Linked DNA regions of Mus musculus: regions 1 and 2 are each linked to region 3. The links are chromatin contacts, called in public promoter capture Hi-C maps. All regions are on one chromosome and are shown on one strand. Each heading gives the region's core, a stretch centred on a gene start, on an enhancer-like site or on the middle of the called end of the contact. The rest is flanking DNA. Distances are from core to core; before and after follow the strand shown.

Region 1 (4,847 bases), core at 618-3,117, 370 kb before region 3:
ATATATATATTCAAATATATTTGTTCTTAGTCTATTAAGGACTTTTTAGAAAGGTATCCACCTTTCTATAAAACACAGTTTTATTGTTTTTATTCTCACATTGTGTTTTGGACATGTTTGCATGTGGAAAAATAGGAATTTCCAAAGTCTTTCATGGAGGGGAGAGCCATATTTATGTGATCGGTATTCTTCTGGAAGACAGCCATGACCTCTTTGTCCTCTCCTCATCTCCTTCTCACTTCCTGCTACCCTTTTAGTCTCGTCCCTTCCTCTTTTATCTGTCACCTCCTGTCTTCCTCCTCCTTATCCCCCTCTTTCTTCCTCACATTCCTCCACACTTGCCTTCTTGCTCCCTCCTTGCCCTTCCATGCCTCTTCTCCCGCTTCAACTTCATGTGCATTACTGAAGCTGTTCCCCTAGGGAACCACCTGATATGTGCATTTTTTTTTCCGAGACAGGGTTTCTCTGTGTTCCAGGCTGTCCTGGAACTCACTTTGTAGACCAGGCTGGCCTCGAACTCAGAAATCCGCCTGCCTCTGCCTCTCGAGTGCTGGGATTAACTTCTTCCTCCTCTTCAGCTTGTGTCCAGTGGTGTCTCCTTAGACTCCCATCTGCATTCATAATTTCGGGGAGTGATATTCTTCCGACCCTCATTCAGATTACTCTACATTTTGTCTGATTTCATTTGCATTCATCTATCAAATAACGGGCATTAAGTAGAGGGGTCAAGGACACCAGGAGAACACAGCCCACTGACTTAGCTAAGCAGGGCTCATAAGGGCTCACAGAGACCGAAGCTACAAGCACGGGGCCTGCAGGGTCCTCTGCACATGTTACAGTTGTGTAGCTTGGTATTTTTTTTCGGGGGGGGGGGACTCCTAACAGTGGGAGCAGGTATGTCTCTGTCTATTTTGCCAGGTCTTGGGACTCTTTTTCTCCTATTAGGTTGCCTTGGCCAATCTTGATATGAAGGCTTTTGCCTTGTCTTATTGTATCTTGTTTAGTTATGCTTTGGTGGTTGTCTCTTGGATGTCTGCTCCTTTCTTAAGGAAAAGGGAGGGGGAGTTACCTTGGGAGAGAGCGGAGCTCGAGGTTGACTAGGAGAAGAGGGGAGGGAGATTCTGGCTAGGATGTATTATAGGAAAGAAGAATCTGTTTTCAATTAAAAAAATTAAATAAAAGATTTGTGGGAAACAAAAGAGTCTTGCTGAAGCCCAGAGTGTCAATCTGCTCAGTACCCCGACCCCCACCCTGAACGCAGCTGTAGATCCTGGGCTCACAGTCTTTTAAAACTAGGCCTTAGCCTTATCGTGGCTGAGGATTGCAAAGTCATCTTGAAGAATAAAAGCAGACAAGGAACCAAGCAAGCAAGTGATAGCAGCAGGTTTGCAACTGTAGCACTAAGCAAAAGTTTAAAAATGAAGATCAGGAGAGGAAAATCCACTAGTGTGGTTAGCTTTTTCAGTGGTCTCTCCTTAGTGATTTACTCTGGGTGAATTATGAAAGAACGGCAATTGTTTGCCTCCTGGGTGACTTTGGTTTGTTGCAAAGCGATTAACAATGTATGGCCCCTAACTTTCTCAACGGTCTAATTTGAGACCTGAGCACACAGAGCTCGAAGGAAGTATAATGAACAAGGCCAGTGAGGCCTGTGTGTGCAGGCAAGAGGGTCATGCTGGATTTATCAGTGCCATTTGTTTTGTAGAATCAAAGGTGTTTGCAGAGTCACCTTGCATGTAGGTTTCCGAGGCTCGATCTTGCATATTTTTCCCTAAATCATCACAAGAAATAAGGAAATCATAAGCATAAGAGTGGTGAGGTAAGCCAAGTGGGGAAGTGAAGCAATTGCTGGAATTCAACTCTGTCCTATTAAGTGTAACTGGGCAACGTGTTTACCACACCCAGCTCACTTTCTCTGTGGCTTTCCCCATGGCGCCCTTTGTTTCAGGTGAGCAGTCACTGCTTCCTGACTCAAGGTCCACTTTCACCGAAGCTCATTAACATTCATTTGTCACGCACTTAAAATACAGGTATGAAATAAGAAGACCTAGTCTAAAGAGAAGATGGCATTCTCTCTGTGCAAGTGTTGAGAAGAGTTTTGGGGCTAAGAGTTCAGGAAGAATTCTCAATAGGAAGTGCTTTTAGGGTTCACCACAGAGGAGACTCCCCTCCCTCCTTAGCCATCAGTCAGTGACCACTGTGCCAAAGGGGACACCCAGCTTTGTTTTCACCTCCAGGTAAATTCACTAACTTTTCCACTTTAATTTCTTTCACTCTACAGAAATTATAATAGTTTTTCTTACCTCAGATTTATTTTTTTGAGGTAAATTAAATATATAAGGTGCTTAAAGCAGGGCCTGGGACCTACTCAAGCCATTTGACTTTGTGGTCACTACTTCATAACAACAACAGCAAGGATGAAGATGGTGACTACAAATGACTCTCTCCTTGTAGAGCAGATGCTCTCAATCTGTGGGTCATGACCCCTTGAGGGGGGCAGATGACCCTTTCACAAGGGTCACCTAAGACTATTGCACAACACATATATTTACATCATAATTCATAACAGTAGCAAAATTAGGGTTATGAACCAGCCACAAAATAATTTTATGGTTGGGAACATGAGGAACTGTATATATTTTTTCTTTTTTTATTAGATGTTTTCTTTATTTATATTTCAAATGTTAACCCCTTTCCTGGTTTCCCCTCCGGAAACCCTCATCTCCTCCCTGCTCCCCCTGCTCACCAACCTACCCACTCCCTCTTCCTGGCCCTGGCATTCCCCTACACTGGCATAGAGACTTCACAGGACCAAGGGCTCCTACTCACCATTGATGACTGACAAGGCCATCCTCTGCTACATATGCAGCTGGAGCCATGGGTCCCTCCATGTGGACTCGTTGGTTGGTGGTTTAGTCCCTGGGAGCTCTGGGGGTACTGGTTAGTTCATATTGTTGTTCCTACTATGGGGCTGCAAACCTATTCAGAAACTTGGGTCCTTCCTTTCTCTAGTTTCTCCATTTGGGATGCTGTGCTCAGTCCAATAGTTAGCTGAGAGCATCCACCTCTGTATTTGTCAGGCAATGGCAAAGCCCCTCAGGAGACAGCTATATCAGGCTTCTGTCAGCCAGCACTTGTTGGCATCCATAATAGTGTCTGGGTTTGGTGACTGACTGTATATGGAATGGATCCCCCGGAGGGGCAATCCCTGGATGGCCTTTCTTTCAGTCTCTGCTCCACACTTTGAACTCCTCCCATGGGTATTTTGTTCCCCCTTCTTTGTTTTTTTCCCCCCCCACATTTTTATTAGATATTTTCTTCATTTACATTTCAAATGCTATCCCAAAATTCCCCTATACCCTACCCCGCCCTGCTCCCCTACCCACTCATTCCCACTTCTTAGCCCCGGCTTTCCCCTGTACTGGGGCATATAAAGTTTGCTAGACCAAGGGGCCTCTCTTCCCAATGATGGCCAACTAGGCCATCTTCTGCTACATATGCAGCTAGAGACTCTGCATATAACCTTCATATAGAGCTCTGAGGGTTACTGATTAATTCATAGTGTTGTTCCACCTATAGGGTTGCAGACCCCTTCAGCTCTTGGATACTTTCTCTAGCACATATATTGGGGGCCCTGTGTTCCATCCTATAAATGACTGTGAGCATCACTTCTGTATTTGCCAGGCACTGGCAAAGCCTCACAGGAGACAGCTATATCAGGGTCCCTAAAGCAAAATCTTGCTGGTGTGTGCAATAGTGTCTGCATTTGGTGGCTGATTATGGGATGGACCCCCGGGTGGGGCAGTCTCTGGATGGTCCATCCTTTCGTCTTAGCTCTAAACTTTGTCTCTGCAACTCCTTCCATGGATATTTTATTCCGTATTCTAGGGAGGAATGAAGTATCCACACGTTGGTCTTCCTTCTTGATTTTCTTGTGTCTTGGAAATTGTATCTTGGGTATTCTAGTTTCTGGGCTAATATCCACTTATCAGTGAGAGCATATCAAGTGACTTCTTTTGTGATTGGGTTACCTAACTCAGGATAATATCCTCCAGATACATCCATTTGCCCAAGAATTTCATAAATTCATTGTTTTTAATAGGTGAGTAGTACTCCATTGTGTAAATGTACCACATATTCTGTATCTATTCCTCTGTTTAGGGACACCCGGGTTCTTTCCAGCTTCTGGATATTATAAATAGGGCTGTTATGAACTTGTTCCCCCTTCTAAGGAGGACCAAAGTATCCACACTTTGGTCTTCCTTCTTCTTGAGCTTCATGTGGTCTGTGAATTGTATCTTGGGTAGTCCGAGCTTCTGGGCTAATATCCACTTGTCAGTGAATGCATATCATGTGTGTTCTTTTGTGATTGGGTTGCCTCACTCAGAATATCTTCTAGTTCGATCCATTTGTCTAAGAATTTCATTAATTAATTGTTTTTAATAGCTGAGCAGTACTCCTTTGTACCACATTTTCTGTATCCATTCCTCTGTTGAGGGACATCTGGGTTATTTCCAGCTTCTCGAAATTCTAAATAAGGCTGCTATGAACATAGAGGAGCATGTGTCCTTATTACATGTTAGAGCATCTTCTGGCTATATGCCCAGGAGTGGTATAGCTGGGTCCTCAGGTAGTACTATGTCCAATTTTCTGAGGAACCTCCAGACTGATTTCCAGAGTGGTTGTACAAGCTTGCAATCCCACCAGCAATGGAGGAGTGTTCCTCTTTCTCCATATCCTTGCCAGCATCTGCTATCACCATAGTTTTTGATCTTAGCCCTTCTAACTGGTGTGAGGTGGAATCTCAGGGTTGTTTTGATTTGCATTTTTTTGATGACTAAGGATGT
Region 2 (5,015 bases), core at 562-3,061, 360 kb after region 3:
TCTGCGTTATCATTGTGATAAAACAGTCAGATAAAAAGCAATGTAAGGGAGGATAGAGATGACTTCAGCTTATACTTCCAGGTCACAGGTCATCATTGAGAGAAGACAGGAGGGCAGGAACTGAAGCAGAAATCAGGGAGGAATGTTGCTTATGGATCAGTCCTTGGCTCATGTAAAGTCCTCAGGGATGCCCAGGGTCCTCCTACAACAATCAAGTTTGTCTTTCCTGGATCTGGCCGCAGAGCCACAGGGCAATTAGATCTGAGCAATTCTTCATTGAAGTTTCCTCTCCCCAGATCATTCTAGATTAGATCAGTTTGACAATAAAAGCTGACTAGCACAGACCCCCAACCTGCTACCCTGTGAAATAAACAGAGCTGATGATATTTCGTGTGTACCCTATAATTTTCTTACACTTTAATCCAGGGTACCCACTTTGAAAAATCAGGAGTGTTTCCTTAAATGTGCTTTTCTTTTTTTTTTTTTTTTAATTTATTCTTTTTGCTCTCCTTTGAAATCCAGGCGATAGAGGATCGCTCCAGATGGTTTGTGGCCTTTTCCCATTTTCTGGAGCATAAGACAATGTGCTATAAGGACTTGGTTACACAGTAGGCTCATCATGTCAGCAGACTCCATAGCTCTCTCTTGCCAGTCTTCGTAGTTCTTAAAGTTCTGTTGTATGGGCTTTGTTACCTGTCTAAGCAAGGCCAATGAATCTGTCAATCTTTCCTTCAGAACAGTATCTGACCATCACCTTGTTATGGAGCAGACTGTGCCTTGTTTTGGTGAGTGTATCACTGATACCATATTCCATGGGCCATTTCCTTTTCAGGTTATGTGCAGGAGAAATCTACAGTTGCCAACAGAGCAATCACCCAACTGTTGTCAGGTTAAATAGAGAGATGGAGGAGTTCGATGAGGATTTCCAACTTGTTGAAAGAGAGGGTTATATTCCAGCCTGTGAAGGTCCCACATCCTGAGGTCATTAGGGATGCACGTGTGTAGTAGGAAAGAATTCAAAACAACTTGGTTTGTTGATTCTTCTTAAGAAGGAAGCAGATGGCAGCCAGCCAAGCCTCAGAATTAAAAGTCACAGGAAGCTACAAATCAGTGCAAACAAGGAAACCTTCCAAAGCCTGAAATCGGAGAAGCCCTCCCCCACCACCCCCGACTTTGATGATCAGCTTATAATATGATCATCAGGAGCAGCCTAGTACTTCCGAGCATCAGCATTTGGGACATCTAGTAGTTGCTCGTACTGGCCTGAGTAAGCCTTTTATTTACCAACTCCATCCTCTACCCAGCATCCCAATTTCCCCTTTATGCGCATTTGGGCATTTAGAAAGCTGACCATTCAGAAAGCACACAGTTGGGCATTGTTTTCAAGCTCACTGCTGCTCCTGACAGAATTATTGAGGAAGCATTATGCAAATCTATTGTTTACAAAGGCCATAAAACCATCTGGCCCAAGAGGTTCACTTTCTGTAGCTGACTTCTGGACACCAGCATGGGTTTAACTTCCTCTGTCCTTCCTATTCTGGCTGCCAAGCCACTGTTGACAAAACACAGGTGATTTGTTTCTCATTTCTGACCAGGCTTCCAGTCCTGCCTCTGCTTATTTAACTTTGTTCTAGTTTCTGTATATCACTCTCTCCGCCTCTCTTACCTGGGGCAGTTTCCACACTTTCCCTGAGGTTTCCTTTGGAGACCTTCTGTGGATTTCCAGACAGAGTCGAACATTTATAACTACATCTCAGAGACACAAAGCACATTTGTAGAAAGTCATAAAAACGACCTTGGTAATAAACCCCAGGGTGTGGCTGTTACACACAGATGGCAGCTTCTAAGCGCTCACAATTCATGGGCTGCCCAACGGTGATCCACAGTTTCAACTGCAGACCTTGGGAAGTAAGATTTTGTTGCTACTGAGTAAGTCTAATAAATGGATTTCATTTCAACATCACTGTATAAAATTATATCTGTTTGCCTTTTCCATGAGAATATTGGACTTTTAAATGTGTATCGCTGTTCTATAGCATCACAATTCATCAAAACTGTAGCTGTTTCTGCACATGCTCAGACATTAGAATATACTTCAGAAAAGTCACAACATGGAAGTTGCTCTTTCATAGGTACCAATTTCCCAAAGAGAGGGTAGCTGTCAATTTAAAGGAGCTAAGGCTCCCGTTTAATCTTCTGTGTATGTAAACATGAGCAAGAAGCCAAAACTTATCTTGATCCAGTGATGTCCACAAGGGACACCTGTTTCAGTATTTATTTTTGTATAACATACAAGACCCGAGAGCTTTTAAGACTACAGCCGGGCGGTGGTGGCGCATTCCTTTAATCCCAGCACTTGGGAGGCAGAGGCAGGTGGATTTCTGAGTTTGAGGCCAGCCTGGTCTACAGAGTGAGTTTCAGGACAGCCAGGGCTATACAGAGAAACCCTGCCTGAAGAAAAAAAACAAAAAAACAAAAAACAAAAAACAAACAAACAAAACAAAACAAAACAAAAGACTACTGTGAGCAAGGCTAAATTCATTGTTCTGTTAGAACAGGTTAGACCTTGGCATGACTGATCTTTGTAAGTTATAGTCTAACAGACAAGAATTTTGAGGGTTCCGTTGAGATAACAAAGGATGGATCATTTCTAACAAAACAAGCAACTGTTGTTTGATTGTTATTCTTACAGCTTGCTCATATTTATCCAGTTTAGCTAAGTAAACGTAGTTATTTGAATCCCTAACACCTACTGTTCTCATAAACAGGATACCCTATGTTCTGTATTAAGCTTATCCTGCGAATTGCTCACGGAAAAAAAAAAGTGAGGATATGAGATCAATTTTAAAAATGTGAATTTTTTTTTAGTGCCAGAAGCCTAGGCACTGCCATTAGCTATAAAAAGAACTGGTGGGAGGAGGATGTGGTTCCTGCCGAAGATACACAGCACTCTCTGGCAGCCACATCCTGCCATCCTATGGCTGGTTCAACCCAAGTACCACATGATAGTTTTCTTAAATGATAAGCTATTACGTGTTGTTGTAAAGTGAGACCATTAAAAGAGAGTAGTGTCTTTGAAGGCTAATAGGTATCTACAGTTGTAGCAAAGATAGGGATTGGAGCTTTGCAAGTATCATACAGAAATGAGAGAAAGTCTTAAGGTCTCTTATGAAATATAAAAAATAAACCATCATAGAAATAAATGGGGAAATATGCAAAAGCACAAAAAAGTTCCTCACATTTAATTCCTCTGACACATTGCACATAGCATTTGCTCCACTAGACTATACTCGTATGTGTATTTATATTTATTAGTTCTGATATGGATCTTTAATGCCCCTACAAATTCATGGTCTGAGTACTTGTTCCACAAACAGTGGAAAAAAGAGCTAGTAGGGCTGTTTCTACAGCCTATAGGACCTTTGCAACCCTGGTCCTGGCTGCCACATGTCATTAGGGGTACATGGTTGGAGGTTGTTGTTTATTGTTGTTGTTGTTTGTTCTTTTAACCTACCTCCGTTTGGGTCCTGTTCTCTGATTCCTGATCTTTTGGCATGCAAGCAACCAACACCTCATGGTCACTCTGCCACAGACTGAGCTGCTCCACTGTGCCCCCCCAATTATGATGGACTACCTCTGATACCATGTGCCGAAATCAACCTCTCTTCCTTTGAGTTGCTTCTGACTGATACTTTGTCCTAATGATCATAACACTTTAGAAATTATGTTGATTTTACAAATAAATTGATGTGTTTTTACAAAATTGAAGTCATGTGATACACAATCCAGCTAGGATGTTGCTAGAGAGAAATGGCATTAGTCTCCTTTGGTCACTTAGTATTAAATTATAATGATTTTGCTATGTTACATATTCTTTGAAAACATTGTATGTCTCTAATATCACAAGACGTCAATCCTCCTCAAACATTAACAGAAATCAAAATGGCCTTGGCACCTTTTCCAGTTTCTAAATTAATGCATATCAGGTAGAGCCACAAGTGTGATTTCCTATATTTCATTGGATAGTTGAACACAAAGGTCTTTATTACTTTATACAAACCTGATCTTTCAATTGTGGGTTTATATTACTTTAAATATGACCAATCATTTAAATGCTTTCTAACAATTTATATTACAGGTGAATATTACTTTTCTTTGTCTAAATTCTTTGTGTTACATAATACATTCTAGATTTTCTAAGTTTACGTTCAAGTGGCATGTTCTTTTAGTTTCCTTTATCCCAAGAAAAGGAAACATTTCATCACATTTTCAATGTTGACCTCCCAAAACTAGAAACAATTCTACAACTGTTTTCTTAAAGCTATTTTCTAGGAAACCTTTACATTTGCAGCACTTAAACCCCTAGTTAGTGTAGTTATCATAGACATTTTCTCACATAATGGTGTGCTATTTACTAATGTTCTGATCTTGACAGACCAGTTTTGTTTTCTCAGCTTTAAATACTTTTATTGATTTGGACTTGGGGGTGTTTTGGTTTTGTTTTTGCTGTTGTTTTTGTGATTGCTGTTGCTGATGCTGTTTCTGCTGCTGTTGTTGTTTCTGTTATTGTTGCTACTTCTGCTTTTGCTACTGCTGTTTTCTGAATACTAGGATCAAACCCAGAGACTCTGGTCATGATAAACAAGTACTCTGATGTGCCACCTATCCACCCCAGGCCATTATTTAATTGTAGTTTCTTAAAAAACTTGTTTTGCTTTTTAAAAAGTAGGAGTCTTTAAAAAGAATACTAGCTTTTCCACGATGCTGTGCCAGTTTCCCAATTCCTTGCTTGTTTGCCTTTTCCTCTCCTTTCCCTTCGTTCCCTTCACTCCTCTTCATTTCCCATCCATCCTCTCATTTTCATTTTTTCTGTTGTTTATTTGTTTGTTTGCACAGGTTTTAAATAATGCGAATGAGCCCTAACAGTTAATTGTGTGCCACACTTATTGAATAACCATTCCCTTTTTCCTATTATAATGTACATGATCATATTAAAATTTGATTTGCACACTGGT
Region 3 (4,528 bases), core at 2-2,501:
ATGCCACCATTAGACAGAAGTGATGGTGACTCATTTGTTGTAGGTGTACACCAGGAGACAGGATTTAACTTTAGTAGGATTCCTGCTTTGGATAAGATAAGCTACTGTCATGAGTGTGCCTTGTGCATTATGTAATACATTGCATCTTCTGGTTTCTGTCAACTAGATGTCAGTAGCAATCGTGATAATCCGAGATGCTTGCAGTATTGCTCAGCTTCTTCCCCTAGAAAAGAAAGGTAAAACTCTTTCCCAGTCGAGAACCACTATAGCATCACATCTTTGAAGCCATGGACAGCGTGCACAAGAGTTGCTGGTCTAGATACCATCAATGAACTCATGTGGATTTCACCAGAAAGGTGAAAGTGGATGTGTTATTAGAACAAAGGCTACTTTTGGCAGACCTAAGTAACACCATATTCCTTATATCTGTTACTTCACAATACAAAATCCAGGGTAATATGCTATAAAGTCGAAGGTCCTGAGCAGGAAACACGTGAAAATGCTCTATGCTAAAATAGAACGAAGTATACAGTCCTGTAGAAACTTAAAGAAAGGTTCTATCTACCAACCAAAGAGCATACATGGGCTGGCCAGAGACTCCCAGCACATATGTAGCAGAGGCCTGTCTTGTCTGGCCTCAGTAGGAGAGGGTGAACCTAATCCTGTAGAGACTTGATACCCCAGACTGGGGGGGGTATGGGGGATTCTCTCTCAGAGGTGAAGGGGAGGGAGGATGGGGGAAGAACTCTGTGAGGGGGGAACAGGATGGAAGCAACATTTGGAATGTAAAAAAATAAAATAATTAATAAAAATATAATAATTAATTCTTTAAAAAAGTCTCTAACAAGAAGCCAGTTTAATTTTACACAGAACTCATCTACTTATTTGTTTCTCAAAGACCTGGGGAATAATTCTTTTAAGTAGAACAATGGATCAATATTAAAGAGCAAAATCAGATTTTCCTCCTGATTTTGAAGCAGAACAAGATTGTCAAGGCTTATGGAATTGATAATCTGCGGAAAGAAAGGTGTTGGGAAAGGTTACAGCAGAAGGATCAATGCTCCCCAGCTCCTGGGATCACAGGCAGTGGGGAGCTGGCAGTTTACAAAAGCCATCTCTATAGACCAAGAGCGGACAGTGAGCTGAAATGCTGTAAGAGACAAGTCCACAGACCCAGTTTCTGTATAGCTACGAGGCAGGGGTGGTGCTGGGGAATGGGGTGGGGAGGAGGAAGAGCAAATGACTAATTCTCTGAATAGGGAAGGAAGTCTGTGCCCTTATCAAACACATGGTCATGTCAGCATGTTAGAAATATAGACCTATGGGTTTCAACAGCGCTAGGTATGAACGAGGCTCACTTCCACTTGCCTAGAAACTGTCAGGGATATCATTGATAGACTATGGAAGTTTTAGGATCCCAGAAACATCTCTATAGTCCCTTTGTTAGGAAAAGCATTGGTCTCTGTTCTCTGCCCACCCACTATCTAGAAGGCTTCTCAGAAATGAGGTTCAAAGGTTGTCATTTCAGATCATTGGCATATACTGAACATTCTCCAGGGAAACCAGAAACACAATTTTCACTCAGCTGGAACCAAATGATCTTTTCTGTGGTGCTTCAAATTGTACTAAGATCTACTTACTGAAAGCCCAAGATTTCTTGCGATAACTATTTTTGGTCCAAAGGCTGAGATTATTTTGAAAATTTGGAGCATAATTCTGGGTTTAAAAATGCCTTATATGATTGCTTGACTTCTAGGGCTTTTAAAAAGGTAGAGTTCTCAAGACAGATCTGATATTGAAATAGCTTAACTTTATCAGCTCTGAAAGAATTCTATCCACATCCATAAATATAAGAAAAGCCCAAGATGATCTATTGAAAGGACCCCTGGCAAATCAGCTGCATAAGGAATGTCTGCTTGAGGACACCTGAAGCCTGCTATTGAACTTCAATTTTTGTGTGACTAATATGGGGAGGGTTTTATAATACTCAAATTATACTGCTGCAGATATTTTTTAAATCAGCTATTTAGACACATTGCATAACTTCTGGGGAACTATTTTTACTCTGAGTGTCATTTTATTTCCTACTTTGATTTCATCTATTTGAAACTAGATCACATTGCTTTTATTACTTTCCCTGTTTCTTCCATAGTTTCTTGACTCCATAGGAGCGACCAACTTTGGTTATTCAGCCCCTTTCTCCCCAGTGTAAGCTACCCATTCTGTTACCCTTGTGGTAACTTATCTTTGCCTATGCATCTGTGTCTAGTATTGGGAAAGTGGACAGTTCAGATTCCCAGCATGTCTATGGTAGTATCCAAGTGGTTCTATTTCCTCAAGACCTGACAGGAAAGTGACTTAGAGGGACAATTCTATCAGAACAGCATGCTGGGTGAAAGTGAGAAATTTAAACTTCAGCAACACTAAAGAATGGTCACCTTTGATGGCCATAGAGTTGACAGGTGGCATCGCAGACCTCCTGATGTCAGGTCATGTAAATCCACCAGCCTCTTCTAGATGGATCTTTTCAAGAATCTCCCATAAGGCTCTTTTATACTGTGGTCCTTTACATCCAAGGACACCATAGGTATTGATATCCAACACTGATGTTCAAACGTTTCCAGTGGTTTATTTTAGTTGGTCAATCCAAAAAAGGCACAGGGGAAGAAAGATCAAGAATGCTTTTACATTGTTACTTTCTCTAAGTCCTCCCTCTAATTATATTCTTATTCCTGAGAGATTAATTCTTCTACCTTGTACAATGTCACCATTCAATAACACATTTACAATTTTTAAATGGTGATCAAGAAAAAAAGTGATTTTAAGTTCCATTCAGCAGTGAATATCCCTTTAGGAAGATAAAATATTTAATCTGCTTATTGTGAAATTAAGTTATTAAAAGAAGCTTAATATGTATGTATCTTTCTAAAGTGTCAAGCCGTGTTTTATGAAAGGCAAGCATCTGTTTTAAATGCCTACTAGGGGCCTGATAGTATTGTAGGTTCTGAGGACACAGTTGTGAAAAAGAGCAAACTAAAATCACATCACAGTAAACTATGGTGTCTATGAAAACAACAGGGCCCTTAAAGAAAGGCCAGCAGCACTGACCTCACATGGAATTTCCCCAGGAAGCACTAGTACCCGAGGCACAGATGGTCTCAGAGATGCTAGGACGTCAGTTCCCTTCTGTCCACTTGTGTCCTCAGGATACTTGGCTCTTGAGTCTGTTGGAATGCTGACCTCAAGGTAGTCTTCAGGACCTGGAGAAAAATTGCATGAATACAATTAATTATCATTCCATCCACTACTAAAAGGCCAATTTCATCAGTACAGGAAATGAATCTTGGATAGTTGAAATAATAATCTTTATCATTAAAATAATAGTTCTTGATTAAATACTATTATAATACTTATGTCTCAGCCATACTAGTTATATGATTATATGTTCATCAGCTTGTCAAATGTTCACAAAACTTCCAAATATCACAGTTTTCTGTTGCTATTAATAAACTAGTAGAATATTAGAAAATTCATTTTGCATGACAACTATGAAGAAAAAGTTCCATTAGAACATTTAAACCAAAGTACTAACTTGTATGTACATATTCTAATTTTTAAGTACTAATTATAAGCCAGCAATGGCTATTACACCCACAATGCCAGAATTTGCAAGAGGGAAAACTCAAGTTCAGTTCCAACCCCAGATCTGGCAGCTCACAACTGCCTGTAACTCTAGCTCCAGGGGATCTTACAATTTCTTCTGGCCTCCTTAGACACTCACACATATCTGCATATACTTACATACATACATATGCACACACATAAATAAAAATAATGAAATATGAGTATTCATCAAAATATTTAAGTATTTAATGAAAATAAGTGATTAAATTCAAGTGAGTTCTTTATGGCAATTCTAGGAATAATGAAATATATTACTTTGTATTTCAGAGCCTAAAGAGGGGTAGAGTGACTGGTGTTTGTCTTGTTTAACATGTAGCAGCAGCAGTGAGTCTCAATTATCCAAATATTGTTCTCAGTTGAAAGAAAGAAATAAAAACATGATGAATAATAAACCTATGTAGAAAAAACTATTCAGTGTCTCAAAACCCAAAGTGTGTTTATTCAGACCATATGGCTTAAATTAGGATTTTCAGAATAAGCTCACATCTGTAACTTTTAGGATCACCTCAAAGTATCACTCATATCCCCAAAGAAGGGAATGGCAAAAGAAAAAGGAATCTCTACACATATGGCCTGGGCAAGTAAAAAGAGCTTGCCTTTTCAGGATGCTCTCTCGCTGCTATGTTGAGGAATGCTTCCATGTTACCAGATAGTGCTATTCTGTCATTTTAAAGCCATGTTGCAAACATGAACAGTGGCAGGTAATGTTCAGTGGAATAGAACTAAAGACCCAGAAATGAACCCATACACCTATAGTCACTTATCTTTGGCAAAGGAGCTAAAGCCATCCAGTGGGAAAAAAGACAGTGTTTTCAGCAAATGGTGCTGGCTCAACAGGTGGTTA

The links. Capture Hi-C pulls out chosen DNA fragments and counts their contacts.
Region 1: a contact with region 3 is called in a promoter capture Hi-C map of adipose tissue. The contact joins two enhancer-like sites. A contact is called at or near these places in 1 of 15 datasets of contacts at CTCF or cohesin (pro-B cells) and 1 of 9 other capture datasets (adipose tissue).
Region 2: a promoter capture Hi-C map of adipose tissue shows a contact between it and region 3. The contact joins two enhancer-like sites. A contact is called at or near these places in 1 of 484 Hi-C or Micro-C datasets (cerebral cortex) and 1 of 9 other capture datasets (adipose tissue).

The regions. Positions count from the first base shown.
Region 1 is chr3:135,876,359-135,881,205 of GRCm38.p6, forward strand. All of the region lies in intron 6 of Slc39a8 (solute carrier family 39 (metal ion transporter), member 8), which reads left to right. Among named protein-coding and RNA genes, the nearest start is that of Gm31243, 23 kb to the right of the region's middle. Within about 2 kb of position 1,868, at least 7 of the 459 cell types and tissues checked have an H3K27ac peak or open chromatin away from gene starts, as enhancers often do. A contact at or near this core is called in adipose tissue, where this site is marked.
Region 2 is chr3:136,608,935-136,613,949 of GRCm38.p6, forward strand. No RefSeq gene overlaps it. Among named protein-coding and RNA genes, the nearest start is that of Ppp3ca, 59 kb to the right of the region's middle. Within about 2 kb of position 1,812, at least 87 of the 459 cell types and tissues checked have an H3K27ac peak or open chromatin away from gene starts, as enhancers often do. A contact at or near this core is called in adipose tissue, where this site is marked.
Region 3 is chr3:136,251,765-136,256,292 of GRCm38.p6, forward strand. It overlaps Bank1 (B cell scaffold protein with ankyrin repeats 1), which reads right to left. Exons shown (of 17, transcript NM_001033350.3): 3 at 3,109-3,260. Among named protein-coding and RNA genes, the nearest start is that of Bank1, 72 kb to the right of the region's middle. Within about 2 kb of position 1,252, at least 32 of the 459 cell types and tissues checked have an H3K27ac peak or open chromatin away from gene starts, as enhancers often do. A contact at or near this core is called in adipose tissue, where this site is marked.